4 separate regions of the Sus scrofa genome follow, and all the other regions are linked to region 1. Evidence: chromatin contacts called from public Hi-C and HiChIP or PLAC-seq data. All regions are on one chromosome and are shown on one strand. The core of a region is the stretch at or near the end of the contact, and the rest is flanking DNA. Distances in the headings are between cores, read along the strand shown. Region 1 holds the start of FJX1 (four-jointed box protein 1). Region 2 overlaps LDLRAD3 (low-density lipoprotein receptor class A domain-containing protein 3). Region 3 overlaps LDLRAD3 (low-density lipoprotein receptor class A domain-containing protein 3). Region 4 overlaps LDLRAD3 (low-density lipoprotein receptor class A domain-containing protein 3).

The links. Hi-C and Micro-C count contacts between places; a contact is called where the count stands out from the background. HiChIP or PLAC-seq counts read pairs in DNA pulled down with a chosen protein or histone mark.
Region 2: a Hi-C map of brain shows a contact between it and region 1, with 9 times the contacts expected there. The contact joins the enhancer-like site here to the promoter of FJX1 in region 1. A contact is called at or near these places in 1 of 5 promoter capture datasets (liver), 20 of 47 Hi-C or Micro-C datasets (alveolar macrophages, brain, embryonic fibroblasts and 12 more) and 2 of 2 datasets of contacts at active chromatin or transcription factors (alveolar macrophages and skeletal muscle).
Region 3: a contact with region 1 is called in an H3K27ac HiChIP or PLAC-seq map of skeletal muscle. The contact joins the enhancer-like site here to the promoter of FJX1 in region 1. A contact is called at or near these places in 1 of 5 promoter capture datasets (liver), 3 of 47 Hi-C or Micro-C datasets (embryonic fibroblasts, epiblast stem cells and mesenchymal stem cells) and 2 of 2 datasets of contacts at active chromatin or transcription factors (alveolar macrophages and skeletal muscle).
Region 4: an H3K27ac HiChIP or PLAC-seq map of alveolar macrophages shows a contact between it and region 1. The contact joins the enhancer-like site here to the promoter of FJX1 in region 1. A contact is called at or near these places in 6 of 47 Hi-C or Micro-C datasets (alveolar macrophages, embryonic fibroblasts, fetal heart ventricle and 2 more) and 2 of 2 datasets of contacts at active chromatin or transcription factors (alveolar macrophages and skeletal muscle).

The regions. Positions count from the first base shown.
Region 1 is chr2:25,422,034-25,425,015 of Sscrofa11.1, reverse strand. FJX1 (four-jointed box protein 1) reads left to right here and starts at 1,467. Exons shown (of 1, transcript XM_003353898.4): 1 at 1,467-2,982. The coding sequence starts at 2,109. It also overlaps a transcript of PAMR1 not described here.
Region 2 is chr2:25,017,884-25,020,865 of Sscrofa11.1, reverse strand. All of the region lies in intron 2 of LDLRAD3 (low-density lipoprotein receptor class A domain-containing protein 3), which reads left to right. Among named protein-coding and RNA genes, the nearest start is that of LDLRAD3, 140 kb to the left of the region's middle. Within about 2 kb of position 1,610, at least 8 of the 83 cell types and tissues checked have an H3K27ac peak or open chromatin away from gene starts, as enhancers often do. A contact at or near this core is called in brain, where this site is marked.
Region 3 is chr2:25,073,297-25,076,278 of Sscrofa11.1, reverse strand. The region is part of intron 1 of LDLRAD3 (low-density lipoprotein receptor class A domain-containing protein 3); the gene reads left to right. Among named protein-coding and RNA genes, the nearest start is that of LDLRAD3, 81 kb to the left of the region's middle. Within about 2 kb of position 1,553, at least 24 of the 83 cell types and tissues checked have an H3K27ac peak or open chromatin away from gene starts, as enhancers often do. A contact at or near this core is called in epiblast stem cells and skeletal muscle, where this site is marked.
Region 4 is chr2:25,132,016-25,134,997 of Sscrofa11.1, reverse strand. All of the region lies in intron 1 of LDLRAD3 (low-density lipoprotein receptor class A domain-containing protein 3), which reads left to right. Among named protein-coding and RNA genes, the nearest start is that of LDLRAD3, 22 kb to the left of the region's middle. Within about 2 kb of position 1,372, at least 20 of the 83 cell types and tissues checked have an H3K27ac peak or open chromatin away from gene starts, as enhancers often do. A contact at or near this core is called in alveolar macrophages and subcutaneous adipose tissue, where this site is marked.

The DNA of each region.
Region 1 (2,982 bases), core at 218-2,717:
ATTTACTGAGCACTTTTTTAGTGCAATATACTATGTTAGGTGATAAAGACACATAGAAAGTTGTTACGACATAGTCCTTCCCCATTAGGGAAAGATGAGGGTTAGGAGTTTGCACAGAGCATGAAGAGAGTACCTTTAATGAATTAAGATTTTGATATATCCATATGGGGGCCATAGTAATATCATCAGGTAATATGTATAAAATGGCATGGTACTGCCACCGTGGGGTGCAGAAGAGATTCAGCAAAGACCCAACACTTCAGTCACTATGGAAACACTTGACACTACACTGGATCAGCACTGGAAGGCCCCAGGTGTGGTCCTTGGACCCTCTTAGTCACAAACTTTAGAGTATCTGCCCTCTAACTCTAGAATATTCATTCTTTGGAGCATAAATATAATCAAGGCCAGGTCATGAGCTGTTGCAGTGAAAACCCCCATTTGTATCTGATGGGGGATAAAAAGAAAGAAAAGAAACACATGAAAGGAAACAGATTTCAAACTCCTGCTTTCAGAGGTGGATTCCACCCCCATCCCCCCCAAACTTGTGTCTTACCTGAGAATCTTGATTTGGATCTGGGACACAGGCTCATTCAGGGAAGTGAGAGGGAGAGCCGATTCTTATCCAAGAGCTCTCTAGGAGGACTGAATGCAAAAGTGGCTGGAAGACAATATGGTTTGTTTTGTTTTGTTTTTTTATTCTTTACTTTTTTGCTCCTCCACCCCCTCCTCCAACCACTTCTTCCCTTAAACCATTAAACTATGAAGTCAAATGCAATATGGTGGATTTTTTTTTTCATTTGTTGAATTGAAAATCCTATTTGAGGAATATAGTGACTAGCTAAATGACAATGGTCTTTTAAAAAAGGAGAATGCTAACAACTTGATAAAGATAGTGAACTTTCTCCCTAGAGGGAAAATCAAGTGGCATGCTGCCCAGAGACCTCAGTTTGAATTTTAGTTTCTCCACTTGCTACCTCTGGGATCTTGAGTTCGCCTATCCCTTCTCTGCCTCAGTTTCCTCCTGGGCAAAAGAGGACCATTTCATTGGAGAAATGGTCTCCGAAGCCCCTTCTCCTGCATCAGATCTGATCCTCGGTAACAAAGCTCTCTGGGGCAACCGGTACATCTCCCTAGAATGTGAGCTTCGTAAGCACGGGGACCGCATCTCCGCATTTTACTGCTCTCTGACCAGAACTGAGGACAGATACTTTGTTGAACACCTGCCTAGGTGTTTGGGCACAGCAAAGTTTAATTCCCAGTGAGTCCCTCGGGAAAGGCGGAGCTACCAACCTCAAAGCGCACAGCCCTCAGGGACCAGTGTGGTGAGCGCGCTCAGGAAAGGGGGTGTCGGTTCAAAGTTGTTTGCTACAGATGGTTCTCCTAACCGGGCTGGAGTCATATCCTCTGTGGCTCGGAGAGATTCCCAGGGATTTACATAAGGCAGGGTGAATCACCGTCTGCAACGGAGAAGGCAAAGGGACCCGCCCCAATCCACGCCGGGCGGCGCGGAGAGAGCGGTGGGGGTTAGTCTGAACTTTGCTGGAGGACGGGAGCTTCCCTAGTGCAGGGACTCCGCGACCACTCTAACCCCCGCGAGAGCCAGAGGCGCGTAGCTCCCACCCCGCGTGACTTCAGCTCGGTGCTGCCGGCTCCGACGCCCCCACGCGGGCGCCGCCAACCCGGCTTCCTGCTCCTGGCCCCTAAGTCCCTGAGTGAGTGTGGGACCGCTTCTCCCGCTTGGAAAGAGCCATCGCCGCTTTAAGGGGAAGAGAAGAGGAAGGGGCGGGGGAGTGAAGGGGGGCGGGGAGCGGCGGAGGAGGAGGGGGAGGGGGATCCCCCCTCGCTCCCACGTGGTCCGGGCGCCTGTGAATCGCGCCCGCCGGAGGGTCTCACAGCGAAATACAAAAGCAGCTGGGAAGCGGCAGCGAGGCTAGTTCTCAGCGCCGGGCAGAGCGCCGGCTAGTCTCGCAGCGCCCCGCTGCAGCGATGGAGCTGAGGCGCCCGGAGCCCCGGAGCCAACGAGCTGCCGGGCCCGCCTCGCCGCCGAGACCCGGGCGCCGGGGCTTGGCTTGAAGCGGCGGCGGCACCGGCCCGGCCGGGGAAGCATGGGCTGGAGGATGCGGGGCGCCGCCGCCACCGCGGGGCTCTGGCTACTGGCGCTGGGCTCGCTGCTAGCGCTGTGGGGCGGGCTCCTGCCGCCGCGGACCGAGCTGCCCGCCTCTCAGACGCCCAAAGACCGACTCCCTCGGCGCCCGGCCCGGAGCGGAGGCCGGGAGCCAGCGCCTCGCTTCCCTCTGCCCCCGCCCCTGGCGCGGGACGCCCGCGGCGGCTCCCTGAAAACTTTCCGGGTTCTGCTCACCTTGGCGGCGAGCTCTGACGGCCCGCCCGGGCAGCCCCCGGGTGAGCGCAGGCGGCACGTGCCAACCGGACGGTCCTGGCCGGAGGAACGCGCCGCGGTGCACGGGGGCGTCTTCTGGAGCCGCGGCCTGGAGGAGCAGGTGCCCCCGGGCTTCTCCGAGGCCCAGGCGGCGGCGTGGCTGGAGGCGGCGCGCAGCGCCCGGGTGGTGGCCCTGGAGCGCGGGGGTTGCGGGCGCAGCTCCAACCGGCTGGCTCGCTTCGCCGACGGCACCCGCGCCTGCGTGCGCTACGGCATCAACCCGGAGCAGATACAGGGCGAGGCCCTGTCTTACTACCTGGCACGCCTGCTGGGCCTCCAGCGCCACGTGCCGCCGCTGGCACTGGCTCGGGTGGAAGCTCGGGGCGCGCAGTGGGCTCAGGTGCAGGAAGAGCTTCGTGCCGCTCACTGGACCGAGGGCAGCGTAGTAAGCCTGACTCGGTGGCTGCCCAACCTCACTGACGTGGTGGTGCCCGCACCCTGGCGCTCTGAAGACGGCCATCTGCGGCCCCTGCGCGCCGTGGGGGCCGAGCTGGCCAACCGCAGCCAGGCGGAGCTGGTGGACCTGGTGCAATGGACCGACT
Region 2 (2,982 bases), core at 361-2,860, 400 kb after region 1:
TGCAATACACAGATGTTAAAATGAAGAGAGACAGAGATAGATGGAGCATAACAGCACCTGCAGCAGCGAAGGGCCAGGGTAATGTACACCCAAGGGCTGTTCCCAGCCTGTGTGCCAGGAAGACCATGGCCAGCAGCTGCCAGCCAGCCCACCTCAGGCATTCCTGGGCTGGAGGCTTTTCCTGTAGCCATCTGTGGCCAGAAAAGAGTACCAGTTCCTCAGGGAGGAGACAGCGGAGGATCAAAAGGATCCCCAAATGTGAAATATGCATAGCCTTTGACCTAGCCATTAACCTTAAAGAGATTCTGTACCAGTGGGAAAAGTCATGTATGCATCTGGATGTGCATCTTTTTTAATTGAAAACACCCCAGATGTTCATCAATAATGGGACCTAGGGGTCCACAAGATGTAGTAAAATTATTGTTGCCCATTAAAAGTCATGGTGTGGACCTATGGTCATTGACATGAAAAGATGTCACGTATATATTTTTAAGTGGCAAAAGCAGGGTTCGGAATAGCGTAGTATTTTATGATTGTATTTAAGTAAAACTGTATGCTCAGACTTTTATTTATTTATTTATTTTTATTTTTATTTTTTTTGTCTTTTTGCTATTTCTTGGGCCGCTCCCTCGGCATATGGAGGTTCCCAGGCTAGGGGTCCAATCGGAGCTATAGCCACCGGCCTACGCCAGAGCCACAGCAACGCGGGATCCGAGCCACGTCTGCAACCTACACCACAGCTCACGGCAACGCCGGATCCTTAACCCACTGAGCAAGGGCAGGGACTGAACCCGCAACCTCATGGTTCCTAGTCGGATTCGTTAACCACTGCGCCGCGACAGGAACTCCAGACTTTTATTTATTAATTTAGGTAGCAGTTATTGAGTGACCTATGTACCAGGCACTTTGGGGGGCCCTGTGGGTAGAGCAACAAACAATGGTCCTTTGCTGCTTAGAAGTGAGGTGTTTGGACCCAGCAGCATGGACTGCGCCCTTGAGCCTGTTAGGAATGTGGAATCCTAAGCTCCATTTTTGACCTAAAGCATTTTAATGAGGTCCTAGGCCATCTGTTTGTACACTGTAGTTGGAGAGACCGTGCTTCTGGAGCATGTTTACTAAAATGGCCACAGTGGATTTCCCTGGGTGGCAGTCATTTGGGATAATTTTTACATTGCCTTTGTCCATCTCTCATCATTTGAATTTTTCACAGCGAGCTATGTTTTGAGTTTACAAAGCAGGGATGCTAATTTTGCAGAAGAGCAGAAGGCTCCTGCTTCTGGCTCTGTGGGTTGTCTCTGGCACACACTGGCAGGGTCCTGGAGCAGGGAGTGGAGGCAAGCAGAGGATGGAGGGGACGGCTGTGGCTCATTTGGGCCACCACAGAGATCTGAAAGAGAGACCCTGAATCCTCGCAGCTCTGGCTGGAGCTTTTGCCACAGCCTGAGAGATGCTGCAGATCAGATGAGCTGAGTTCTGGCTGAACAGAGAGGCTCTGGCCCTGCAGCTCCTTTTGTGACATTGTTACATGGGAGAGTCTGGACCAGCCCCCATGGACAGCAGGCCTGTGCTGCTGCCGGATCCTTCATCCTCTGGGACCAGTGAGCAGCCCTAAGCCCTGCCTGGGCAGGTTGGGAGGCACAGGCATGATGCGTGGTGCGGTGTTTCTATCCTAGGCTTGGGAAGTTCTGGCCATGGGGAAGCAGGTGTGGGCGTTCAGTGTCCTGAGCCCGTCTCTTGAGGTCTCTCCAGAAACTGATCCCTGATGAGTTTAGCAGGGTGGGACCCTATAGCACCCCGCCTCAGTAATTCAACTATCCTTGAAAGAGGGCAGGCCTAGGGGCATGAGAATTGGATTCCAGACCAGTCTGGTCCTAAGTGAACGATGTGACTTTTGCAAGTCTCAGATCACCTCCTTGGGCCTCAGTTTTCTCTTCTGTAGAATGTGAGAACTAGTCATTGAGTCAAGCTCTGTGGACTTCCCGCTGTGCCCCAGATGTTATGCATCTGAAGATTGGGTCTTTGTTCCGAGAGTGTCGCAACCTGGTGACACTGGGACCTCTCTTGGTTTCCCTCTAGTTCTGACACGATCCCCAAATATTGGCCCGGGGCCATGTCCTGCTTGCATCATGGATGCCAATGAAGCTTTTCATTTAGGGCAATAGTGGGTAGAGGTTATTGCAAGATTTGCTCATGACCTTGCTGGTTAAAAAGAAAAAAAATGGTCATTGTGTTTGTCCTTCCTCCACTCCCGTTTGGTTTTTTTAAAAATGTTTTATTTTGCTGATCTGTGAAATCCAGAACTGTGACAATCAGGTCCTTGAAGAGAGGTGGATTCAAGCGTGCAGTGGGCTGGAGTCACCCTGCCTGCCTTTGTCAGGGCAGTTTTGGACCCAGAGTCAGTCTTCCATTTCTGCCAGGGGCTACTGAGTTTCCTGCTGAAACCTCCCTTTCGTGGAAATGGGGGTGAGCTGAGGACAATCCAGACTTTGTCCAGGACCCCCTGAGCCCCACGGTGGGTTGTGCAGGCAGGGAGGAGCTGACAGCTGCTGTCAGCGGCGGGCTTCCTCTGAGCCTCTGCCAGGCCCTCGGCTGGCCGCCTGTGATCTGCCTTGCCTCGCCGTTGCCTGAGCAGGCATCTGCCGATGCAGATGTAAATCAGAACAGGACGGGCTCCCTGACAGAGACAGCAGCTGAGCATCACTGGCAAGGCAGGGTGTCTCGTTAGTGATTCCTGAAGAGGGTGCAGGGCCAAGGCCAGAGTGGTGGTTTGTTGAATGGGAGCTCATGCATTTATAATTACTCTTATTCTCTTTCTCTTTCTTTGTCTCATAAAGTCTGAGTCCTTTGGAGCTTGGCTGGGCCTTAGAAGTATTTACAGAGGCAGTAGACTGGATGAGTCAAGAAGTAAGGTTTGAGGGAGTTCCCGCTGTGGTACAGTGAGTTAAGGATCTGGCATTGCTGCAGCTGCAGATTGAATTTGAA
Region 3 (2,982 bases), core at 304-2,803, 350 kb after region 1:
ATGTTCCTCAGGATAGATTCCTAGAAACGGAAGCACTAAATCCAAAGGTCAGCTTGCGATAAATAGTGCTGGGCTCTACTAGATGGCCCCAGAGGGCTGGTACCAATGTCTGCTCCCACCAGTGGCATGAAAGTGCCAGTGTCCTCACATGCATGCCAGCTCTCAGTATCATCCATCCGGTTAACTTTGATCAGACTGTTTTTAAGAAACGGCCCTCCCACTTGAATCATTTAACTACCAGTGAGGTTGTGCGTCTTTTTACTTGTCCCATCTGCATTTTTTGTGACACGCTTGCTTATTTCCTCTCTCCGTGTTTTCTCTTGGTTGGTTTGCGACTTTCTTTCTTTTTTTTTTTTTTTTGTCTTTTTGCTATTTCTTGGGCCGCTCCCGCGGCATATGGAGGTTCCCAGGCTAGGGGTTGAATTGGAGCTGTAGCTGCCGGCCTACACCAGAACCTCAGCAACGCGGGATCCGGGCTGCGTCTTCAACCTACACCACAGCTCACGGCAATGCCGGATTCCTAACCCACTGAGCAAGGGCAGGGACCGAACCCGCAACCTCATGGTTCCTAGTCGGATTCGTTAACCACTGTGCCACGACGGGAACTCCAGTTTGCGACTTTCTTATTGGCTTTTAAGGAGTTCTTTTCTCTGGCTAGGGGTTGAATTGGAGCTGCAGTTCTGGCCACAGCCACAGCCACGCCTGACCTGAGCCGTGTCTTCAACTTACACCACAGCTCGTAGCAGTGCCAAATCCTTAACCTACTGAATGGGGCAGGGATCATTTTGAAAGATAGCATGTAGAAAAAAAAAAAAATCATCTTGATTGGCGTTCCTGACCATGAAGCTCCATAAAAGAGCAAGTAGTCCATCTTCTTTTTGGCACTGGTTAAAGGCTTTGGTTTTCTGTTTTGTTTTTATTTAATTAGGTGTAAATTCTCCTCTTGGCTGGAGAGTCCCGTCTGTCTGTGAATGCATTATCATTGGTGCAGCCCGGGTGGGTGGTGATGTGCCCTGGAAAGGGAGCAATGCCAGGCAGGGCTTGCTGATTACTGTTTATGTTCGGTGAGAAGCTGAGTCCCTTTTGTCATTTAAAGACTGTGGTCTCTTGTGTCTTTAGCATGAAGGCACGTGATCAACAAAAGAAGAGACAGAGGGAGAGTCTCTGGAGCTGTGTTGGCAGTTCTGGTTCATCATGTTTCTTTATGCCGCTGGCATCCCCTAGGTCAGGGCCACTCCCGAAACTCTCTTGGCAGGTTCATGTGGAGCCAGTGCCTTCCTTCCAGGCCCACCATCTGTACTGAACAACAAACTGGCTTGTTTGTTCAAAGGAGCCCAGGGCTGGGAGTAAGTGAGGCGGGGTCCCAGTGTCCCGTGGCTGTGGATGGCAGGCATGGAGCCCCTTTGGACCCCTGCAGTCTTCCAGGCCACCCTTGCTGCCTCCAGGGGCAGAGAGCTTGCTGTGGGCCTGCTCTGGACAGGCGTCCCAGCCCCTCGTGCCACTGCCTTTGGCGCAGCTGTCCCTGCTCCCTGGATACAGAAAGAAACAAACAAAGGCCGCGTGTGTGGGGTGCTGACAGTTTGGGATACACTGCCGGGAGCTGGGAATCGGCCTGCCTGTGGCCGGAAGCCGGAGGCTGGACTGAGGCCGCCTCCAACGCAACGCAGAGCAGATGCAGTGAGGCCTGACGCTCTCGGGCATTTCAGCGACTGGCTGCACCTGAGCCTGGTTCTCCCCCTGCCCCCAGGAACACGTGTCCAACCTTGGTTTCTTGTGAGCCGACTCTGAGAGGAGGGTCTACACAGGATGTTGGATTTGTCTCATGGGCACTTGTGTCAGCTGATGTCCGAGACAGAGTCCTCAGGCCCAAGAGTTCTGGAGACCAGCTCTTACCTGCCCAGGTGACACTCCAAAGTACTGAGCTACATCTGAATTCTTACTCTGAGTCTTGAAGAGTTATTGGCTTAAGCTCAAGTGATGCCGGAAGTGAAGATTGCTCTTAGAAAATGCCAGGGTGGCTCAGCAGTAACGAACCTGACTAGTAACCATGAGGATGCGGGTTTGATCCCTGGCCTGGATCAGTGGGTTAAGAATCCAGCATTGCTGAGAGCTGTGGTATAGGTCGCAGATGTGGCTTGGATCTCGCGTTGCTGTGGCTGTGGCGTAGGCTGGCAGCTGCAGCTCCAACTGGACCCCTCACTTGGGAATTTCCATATGCCTCAGGTGCAGCCTTAAAAAGCAAAAGAAAAGAAAATGCCAGGGTCCACGGACTTCTCAGGAGAGAGAATAATAATAATACGAATAAAAGGAGTTGCCTTTGTGGCTCAGTGGGTTAAGAACCTGACTAGTATCCATGAGGATGCAGGTTTGATCCCTGGCCTCGCTCAGTGGGTGAAGGATCTGGCATTGCTGTGAGCTGTGGTGTAGGTCTCAGACGCTGCTCGGATCAGGTGTTGCTGTGGCTGTGCTGTAGGCCGGCAGCTGTAGCTCCAATTCCCCTAGCCTGGGAACTTCCATATGCCGCAGGTGCAGCCATTAATATATATATTTGGTTTCTTGTGAGCCGACTCTGAGAGGAGGGTCTACACAGGATGTCGGATTTGTCTCATGGGCACTTGTGTCAGCTGATGTCCGAGACAGAGTCCTCACATCCCCATTTTTCAGATACTCGAGTTGAGATCAGATTCTCATCTGAGCATGAAGAAACATGTTTTCATCCATAAATCTCCAGCTGGACTATCCACATGATTGAGGAGTAATTTTAACTTGCAAGAATAATCCACAGACTGTTGGGTGAAAGGCTTTTCATAGTATTGTAGCACAAGGAAGCATCCATCCGTATTTCTATCCACCCACTCACTTCATGCCTCCCACCTTCCCTCCATTTCAGCAAACATTCTGTCCTTGACTCTGGGCTATGTTAGGACACTTTCCCTCCCCTGCTGTTGTTTGTGGGGCTTTGTGGGAAGACAGGCACACAGA
Region 4 (2,982 bases), core at 123-2,622, 290 kb after region 1:
CTGTGCAGCTGTTTTTGCCTCCGCCTCTCCCTGACAGCTGGGGAGGGTTTTAAGATGGCCGATTTGTGTGTGTGTGTGTGTGTGTGTGTGTGTGTGTGTGTCTTTGTTTCATTGTTTCATTGTTGTGAAAGAATCTACTCTCCTGGCTCCTGAGAAGCGCCCTTCAGAGTGTTTGCTGGGAGAGCAGCCAGGTACTCCCAGGACCCAGCACTAGCCTCTCGCATCATCTGCTTGATGCCTCCTGTTGCTTCCAGGATAAGTGTACTTTAGTGACATGGTAACTGCCTGGTCAGAGGGATGACAAATATTTATTTCAGGTAGGATAGTTAGGGTTTCTGGAGCTGCTACAGGGCTGGGGATAGTCTAGGGAAGTGTGTCAGCCTCGGGGAGTTTGACATTGGGGCTGGAGAGTTCTTTGTTGGGGGAGGTGGGGCTGTCCTGTGCATTTTAGGAGCCTTAGCAGCATCACTGGTCCTAGATGCCAGTAGCAGCCTCCTCCTACTTGCCTCCCCCAGGTGTGACAACCAACAGCATCTTGAGCTGTTACCAGTTGTCACCAGTTGAGAGCCCCTGGCTTGGTGTGAGTGCCCTCCTCCACCATATATCTTGAGAATTTTTTTTTTTTTTTTAACCAAGGCCTGAGCCGTGTGGAAGGTCCCAGGCCGGGGATCAAATCCATGCCGCAGCAGTGACAGTGCCAGATCCTTAACTGGCTGTGCCACCAGGGAACTCACCTCTTGAGCTTTCTTACTGCTCATCCTGAAAGTGTCTTTGAGAGGTTTCTGCTTTCTGTTCCTGCAGCCCCGCAAGTTCGCAAGTTTGGTGTGAAAGAAGGTTCTTAGGTAGAAATGCCCTCAGCATTGACCTTTCCCTGTGCTTCCCCCTTGTGACGTTGTGAAAGCCAGTGAAGTTAGAGATGGTAGATGTAGATCCCTTGAGAGAGGGAGACAGGTTGAGAAAGCAGGTAAAAGGCAGGTGACACCGAAAGCCACCTGGTTCCCTGAGTAACTTTTGAACTTGGGAGGCTCAGGGGTCCTGCCAGCTGGAGGAGAAGCTGTCTGAAAGTTTGCCTTGGGAGTTGGGTGTCGAAATCTTAACCCTGGAAGTCCCCCTGCCTCCTCCCCACAGAGCAGTCTTTGTTCCCCTTGGTTCCCCTTCCCATCAAAGGCTTTTAGAACCCGAGTCCTTTCTGCGGGTGGCGGGGCACGGGGGGTGGGGTGGGGGGGGAATCTTCTGTAGTGGCCGCAAGTTGGCTCTAGAGAAATTTTCATCTTCTCCTTTCTTCTCTGAAGTCTTTTGCAAGTTAGGCTCTGCTGGGCTTTGGATCCCTTGGATTCCTTTAAGAACCTTTGCCTTCCAGCTGTGCTTGTCCTTTGTTCGGTGGCCAGCTTTCCTTGAGTTTTTTTACTTCCTCTTCTCTTCAGCCCAGTGACGTACGTTGTCTGCCGTCTTCTTTTGTGTGTGAATTTGCGGGGAAAAAAAGGCGGTACCAGGAGAGGGGCTCGGGGTGCAAGGGGAGAAGGACTCCTTATCCAACATCATGAGCTGCCCTCTTCCTAGCCTGAGGCTCAGGGAGGCGCCCTAGTTTCCCAGGCCTGTGAATATTCGTCCTTTTTGTCTCCGGGTCACTTGACTCTTCTCAAGCTCTACTTGGCTCTTCCCCAGTGCGGCGCCGCCTCTGCCATGCACTGTGCTATACTCTGGGGAAGCCGAGCTGTGCAGAACTTGTTCTTGGCCCCTAAATGATCCCGTGATGGAAATGGCATGGTTTACCTCTGCCCTGAGCTGGGCAGGGCGGAGTCCCTTCTCCGCAAGTGGGGTTTGGGTGTGTTCCCGAATGTGAACTATACTGACGGAGCTGTGATCCTTCCTCATGGGAACAGAGCTGCATGGGTGTCACAAGGCCTCTTTGGCAGACATGCATACCTTGTCATTGGGATTTTATTTTATTTTTTTTGTCTTTTTGCCATTTCTTGGGCCGCTCCCGCAGCATATGGAGGTTCCCAAGCTAGGGGTCGAATCGGAGCTGTCGCCGCCGGCCTACACCAGAGCCACAGCAACGTGGGATCCGAGCCGTGTCTGCAACCTACACCACAGCTCACGGCAACACCGGATCCTTAACCCACTAATCAAGGCCAGGGATCGAACCCGCAACCTCATGGTTCCTAGTTGGATTCGTTAACCACTGAGCCGCGATGGGAACTCCGTCACTGGGAATATTTAATGCATGGGTAATTGTTTGTAAATTTTTTTTCTTTTTATACAATTTTTAAAGGTTGCTTTCCATTTATAGTTCTTACAAGATATTGGTTCTATTCCCTGTGTTGTGCAACACATCCTTGAGCCTGTCTTACACCCAGTAGTTTGTCCCTCCCACTCCCCGATCCCTATATTGCCCTTCCTCCACTGGTAACTACTAGTTTGTTCCCTATATCTGTGAATCAGCTTCTTTTATGTTATATTCACTGGTTTCTTGTGTTTTTTGATTCCACATGTAAGTGATATCCTACAGGATTCATTTTTCTCACCTGTCTTATCTGACTAAGCACAGTGCCCTCCAAGCTGATGAGTTGTTTTTGATCAGGTTGCAGAGGTGATGACACATGTCCTTGCTTGCTTACTTCTTGAGCTTTAGCTGTCCAGGTAAAATGGGGTACAGCTGTTGATACTCTTTTTTTATTTCTTTTTTGGGCTGCACCTGCAGCATATGGGAATTCCCAGGCTAGGGGCAAATCTGAGCTGCCGCTGCTGCTGCTACATCACAGCCACTGCAAGCTGGAAAGGAGCTGAGTCTGCAACCTACACCACAGCTCACGGCAGCGCTGGATCCTTAACCCACTGAGCAAGGCTAGGGATCAAACCTGCATCCTCATGGATACTGGCAGAGTTCATAACCTGCTGAGCCGCAGTGGGAGCTCCTAGTTGTTGATGTTCTAAGGTTTTTGGAGCTCTAGGCTTCTGAGATTCTCACAAGACTTTCTT